2 separate regions of the Mus musculus genome follow, and region 2 is linked to region 1. A link is a contact called in public Hi-C data. All regions are on one chromosome and are shown on one strand. Each heading gives the region's core, a stretch centred on a gene start, on an enhancer-like site or on the middle of the called end of the contact. The rest is flanking DNA. Distances are from core to core; before and after follow the strand shown.

Region 1 (2,700 bases), core at 104-2,603:
AATCATTTCAGACTGATAGGAGTGGCATGTGCAAAGGTCCTGAGGCCAGGAGAGTTATGGCTGTCTGTGTGCCTTAACTGCTTCATTCATGAAGGGTCAGACATAGACTCATGGATTAAGAATGATCAGACTACAAAAGGCTATGTGTGCCAGATGGGAAGTATTGGTTTCATCTTAAAAGATGGTGGAATGCTTGCCTGAAAACAAGTGGCCTTGGGCGCCAAGGAAGGCTTTTGAGAAAGAGTAGAATCCAGCTGGATACACATCTAGGTCTAACACTGCCTGAAACAGAAGTTAGAACAGGGGCGAAGAGAAAAGTCTGTGGCAGAAAGGGGCAGCTAGAAGGCTTCGGGCAGTAATCCAGTTGAGAAACTGGGTGTGGTGGTTTGTAATCCGAGCACGGGAGGTGGAGGCAGGAGGATCAGGACTTTGGCAGCAACCTGAAACCCGTTTATGTATTTAAAATGGGTATTACATTTAAGTTTGTGTGTGAATGTGGCTATGTCGAAGCAAGGATGGGAAGGTCAATGAGAATCCATTCTTCATTCTACCAGGTGGGTTTGGGGAACCAATTGCAGATCCTCAAGCTCGGAGCCAATTTTGATACTTTTTTTTTAAAGAGGAAAAAGCCCAGGTGAGAAATTATTGGGACCAAAACCAGCAGTGGAATCTACTGTATGTTGCCCTGTATTGTTATTCACAGACATGCTACAACGTCTGGAAATTTTTTAACCTGTCCTTTGAAACTCTACTAATTGATCAAGTCTTTGAAGTTAGTAATGGCAGGAGCCCAGCCTTATCTGTGTGGAGGCCTTTCTGTGACAAGATCAGCACTCGTGTCAGCAGAAGCAGAGGAAGTGAATTAACCGGAGACTAGCCTACTAGCAGCAGGCAGGAGGCTGCTTGGAGCTAAAAGGGGGGAGTAAATGTGGGGGTTCTTTCACTCCCCACCCCATACTTCCTGCAGCCCAGCTGGGTTCCCACTGCAGGTTCTGAGAAGTGCGTTCTGAGTCACCTCCTTTCTTAGCTCCTCTCTGGCAAAGAGATCCAAAGGCCCCCAGCTTACAGCTCCCTCTTCTTCAACTGTATTCTTTCTCCTTACAACAAAGAGCAGTGGGGACGATGGTCAAGCCAAGAATTCAGTCTTGATAACGGTCTTCCTCTTACTCCTGGGGTCCCACTGGTGCTAGGGGTGGAATTTCACTTGAAAGGCAGACAGAGGCTGCTGGAATTAGCCCCAAGAAGCTGGGTAGGAGGAGGGCTTGAGGAAGGCGCTGTCCTCTCCTGCAGGGAGTAGAATCGAATTAGCTAAGCTGCTTCCCCGGTTGCTGCTTTCGTGTCTCTCTCTCCAGTAATTGCTTGTTTACTTACTTTCCGGATCTCAGAGGCTGTTGGACTCCTGCTGCTCTGGGAGCTGTGGGCTTACCTGACCCCCCTCCTCTTCCCACCTTTTCCTCTGAAAAGAACCCGCTGGGAAGGAACAAAGACCAGAGTTCAAGTCCTAATGAGGTCTCCAGTGAGGTGGAGGTGGTGGTGTTCATTCAGTGCCAGGCAGGGAGAAGCTCAAATCCCCGAGCCAGACCTTAAATTGGCTGTTGGCCTGGGTACTCAGAATGAGTACCCAGGGGAGGTGGGCAGGCCGGGGGAACTCAGTTTCTGGGAGAGGGGCTCTAAAGTACAAACATCCCTGCTGGGCCTATGTCTCTCAGAACCTGTAGTCCCTCCCCTAGAGAGGGTATTTGAGCCTTTCGATGTGATAAATCCTCGAAAACTAGAGTGGATGAAAGCCGTGATAAACACAAGTATGCAAATTGCACCCACAAAGAACACAGAAGATAGGCGAATCTTCCCACCCGACTCTAACAGTAAGAACTTGTACTGTAGCTCCCGAAAGGGGACAGATGTTTGTTCCTTCATTAATGAAGGTCATTATCTGCATTCCTATTGCTAGGGATGATCACGTCCTCAGTCCAGGAACTCTGTGCCTCTGGAGAGCAGGGATTCTGATAAAAAAAACACTGACCAAGGGGCAGGACCTTGCTAGCCAATGGTGTACAGCTTTTAACCTTTTAATTAAGGCATGTTTCATTTACTTACAAACGGGTAGAGCTGTAATAAATGTATCCTTATGAGAGCCCTCCCCCCCCCCCCAGGTCTAACAAACAAAGGCAATTTACTATACAAGTGTGAATATGAGCCTAATTGAAGAGTTTCCTATTGTTTCCTTAGGGACACAGCTCCTTTAGGACTCTGCCTTGCTCTCTAAGTTTAATTCTCCCAGTTGACCAGAGCCCATGGGAGGCCAGCAGAATCTCTGGCAGGGGAATGGAGAGCCTATCTCCAACGGCATCTGAGCTCTATCTGCCCTTCTCTCCAGGTAGCTTTTAACTTCAGCAACACTCACGGCTCCCTTCAAAGATGTATTTCTCTGCTCTCTCCACCAGAACTGACCGCCCCTCATACTTGGTGAATCAATTCACCCCCAGAAGACATCTCTGCGATCAGTTGTTCACGTGTTTCTTTTCCTGACCTGCCTGTGCCCTCCCTACACCTAAACCACATTCATCTTTCTACCCTCAGAATTTGGTATCGACTTAGGACTGACTCTGGCTGTTGTCTGGGGCAACTCAGGTCCTGGTTTGCTCCTTCAGTCTGACTTCCAGTCATTTAGTCTTTCTTAGTCTTAATTTCTTCATTTAA
Region 2 (2,700 bases), core at 192-2,691, 530 kb before region 1:
CAGTTAAAATGATAAACTCTAAGTATCATTAAATAAGGCAGAACGTGTCCTTGCAAAAGGACTGAAGGAAAAAAAAAAAAAAAGGAACGGCCTGCTTCCAGCTAGAGACAGCGAGCTGAGCTTTAAGGACGAAACCATCTCTTGTTTTACAGAATTGAAAGTGTCCTTTTAGATCCCTAAAAACAACAACAAAAGCAAAACTGTGGAAAACTGAGGCCAAACCCTAGAAAAGTCTGTTTTTACAATTATGGCTGTATATACTATTACTTTAGCTATAATTAGCTACCAATGTCAATACTACTTCTGTTAAAAAAGAACATTTCTATTTCCATTTTGGGAACAACGGGGACCCTTGGGATTCAAGAGGCAACAATCTCAACTGTTGGAGAAAATGATTATGTCATCTTAAGTCATAATCGTCTTGGGAACAACTGCTTTGACTTGGGAATAATGGGAAGCTGGTGGTGGGGCACAGAATGGAAAACCAGAGGCCACCCAGGCCACCACTACCTGGTACTACGCAAGGGCTACTCATAAGGGAGAGGGCAGTTAACTTGCTCCATCCTGAGCCTAGCTCCTGATGCGCATCCATGCCTGCACCTTAGCACTCAGAACAGCACAAGACTTACTCAATTGCGGATCTTGTCTAATAATATATTTTTAATGTTCCTTAGATGTATTACCTATATCAATTATTTGGTTTGGTATGGGAATTTCTAAAAAGCAGCAGACATTTTAAAATCTAATACCTGTTTATAATAGGCAGTTTTTACTACTAAATAGGTAAGGCAGAGGCATCTAAAATAACACTACATGGTAAAGTATTCAATTTAAATAGTAAAACTTTAATAAAATCACTGCAAATGTACGACAAAGCCAAGTAAATTAATATTAAAAAAACTAAAGATACTCTTGGTCTTATTTGTTAAATATATACATATATTGATACTCACACCAAAATACTATTTTATTTACAAGTGAATAAATCAAACCGTTATTCCCACACCGCATCCCTAATCACTTTGATGCCTGTAAACAGGATCTCACTATGTAGCTCAGGCTGGCTTCAAATCTGCAATCCTCCTGCCTCAGCCTTGCAATCTCCTGTGACATTACCCTCTTACATCTTATCTTAAATGACAAGCAAGACCGCATCCAAAAAGACACAAACAAATGCTGCTAATTACTCAAAGCAGAGGCCCAGGAGGAGACCTCTCGGGATGTGCAGGCCAGGCCCTTAAGGGAGCCCATCCCATCTCCAGCGTCTCCTAAGCAAACCCCTCCCACTGTGCTCTTCTGTCCACAGGGCTTTCACCCTGGGTTTCCTTCACTCAAACACACTCTTCTTGGTTTGTAAAAGGCCTCTGCCTCTGGCCTTATGTCACATGTAAGAAACACAGCCAAAGACTTGACTAGGTGTAGCAAATGACTGTTAGTTCAACGAGTCATTTACTCTTTCCCTAAGAGAGACGTATCTGACACACTAAGGAAGTGTGAAATAAAACACTGCATTAGTTGCTGTGCTCCAAGAAACAAAACCCTTGCTACCAAGAACAGAGTTTGGTGAAACCTGGTATCAGGACCTACTCATGGCTGATGGCAGCGAAAAAGATGATGAAAGAGAGGAAGCTGACAACGGGCTGCTTGCTGAGTGCTGCTCCTTCTCATCCAGCCAGGACCTGGGCCTGAGGTGCAGTTCAGTGGTGAGCACCCGCCAAGTCCCTCTAGGTCCTGGGTAATACCTAGCACAGGGAAATGTAAACTATTCCTCAAAGCTCATTTATCTTATTCAGAGATGTTTCCATTAATATTTTAAAACGCATGTATAGTTAATTATTTAACAAAATGTATAATGTGTTTTGATCAAATATACAGATATAATAATTGAAAAGATAGCTCAAATAGAAAAAAAATACTTAAAACACTGATGTTACAGAAAACACAATTTAAAAAACTTCAACATATATATATATTTGTTGTAGAGAACTATGATAATATGTTGACTACATAGAAACACATTAGTTCTAAATGAAGATGGAAGTGAAACATAAGAAAATGTATATAAATTTTCTTTATAGAGTTCACTCACGTGCTTTTGAATCAAGGTCACGATATGACTTAACTTTTGGAGATAACTGAAGCTTTCCATGCATCTGGAGAATGCAATCCTACGCACCTCTTTTCTAATTCTTTTCTTTTTTTTCTTATTAGATATTTTCTTCATATACATTTCAAATGCTATCCTGAAAGTTCCCTATACCCTCCCCCCGCCCTGCTCCCCTACCCACCCACTCCCACTTCGTGGCCCTGGCATTCCCCTGTACTGGGGCATATAAAGTTTGCAAGACCAAGGGGCCACTCTTCCCAGTGATGGCCGACTAGGCCATCTTCTGCTACATATGCAACTAGAGACACGAGCTCTGGGGGTACTGGTTAGTTCATAATGTTGTTCCACCTATAGGGTTGCAGACCCCTTCAGCTCTTGGGTACTTTCTCTAGTTCCTCAATTGGGGGGCTGTGTTCCATCCAATCGATGACTGTGAGCATCCACTTCTGTATTTGCCAGGCACTGGCATAGCCTCATACGAGACAGCTATACCAGGGTCCCTTCAGCAAAACCTTGCTGGCATATGCAATAGTGTCTGGGTTTGGTGGCTGATTATGGGATGGTCTCTAGATAGTCCATCCTTTCGTCTTAGC

What was found. Hi-C and Micro-C count contacts between places; a contact is called where the count stands out from the background.
Region 2: a contact with region 1 is called in a Hi-C map of olfactory sensory neurons, with 2.7 times the contacts expected there. The contact joins two enhancer-like sites.

Annotation. Positions count from the first base shown.
Region 1 is chr1:155,085,329-155,088,028 of GRCm38.p6, reverse strand. No RefSeq gene overlaps it. Among named protein-coding and RNA genes, the nearest start is that of Gm9530, 3.4 kb to the right of the region's middle. Within about 2 kb of position 1,353, at least 79 of the 459 cell types and tissues checked have an H3K27ac peak or open chromatin away from gene starts, as enhancers often do. A contact at or near this core is called in olfactory sensory neurons, where this site is marked.
Region 2 is chr1:155,611,227-155,613,926 of GRCm38.p6, reverse strand. All of the region lies in intron 4 of Acbd6 (acyl-Coenzyme A binding domain containing 6), which reads right to left. Among named protein-coding and RNA genes, the nearest start is that of Acbd6, 54 kb to the right of the region's middle. Within about 2 kb of position 1,441, at least 3 of the 459 cell types and tissues checked have an H3K27ac peak or open chromatin away from gene starts, as enhancers often do. A contact at or near this core is called in olfactory sensory neurons, where this site is marked.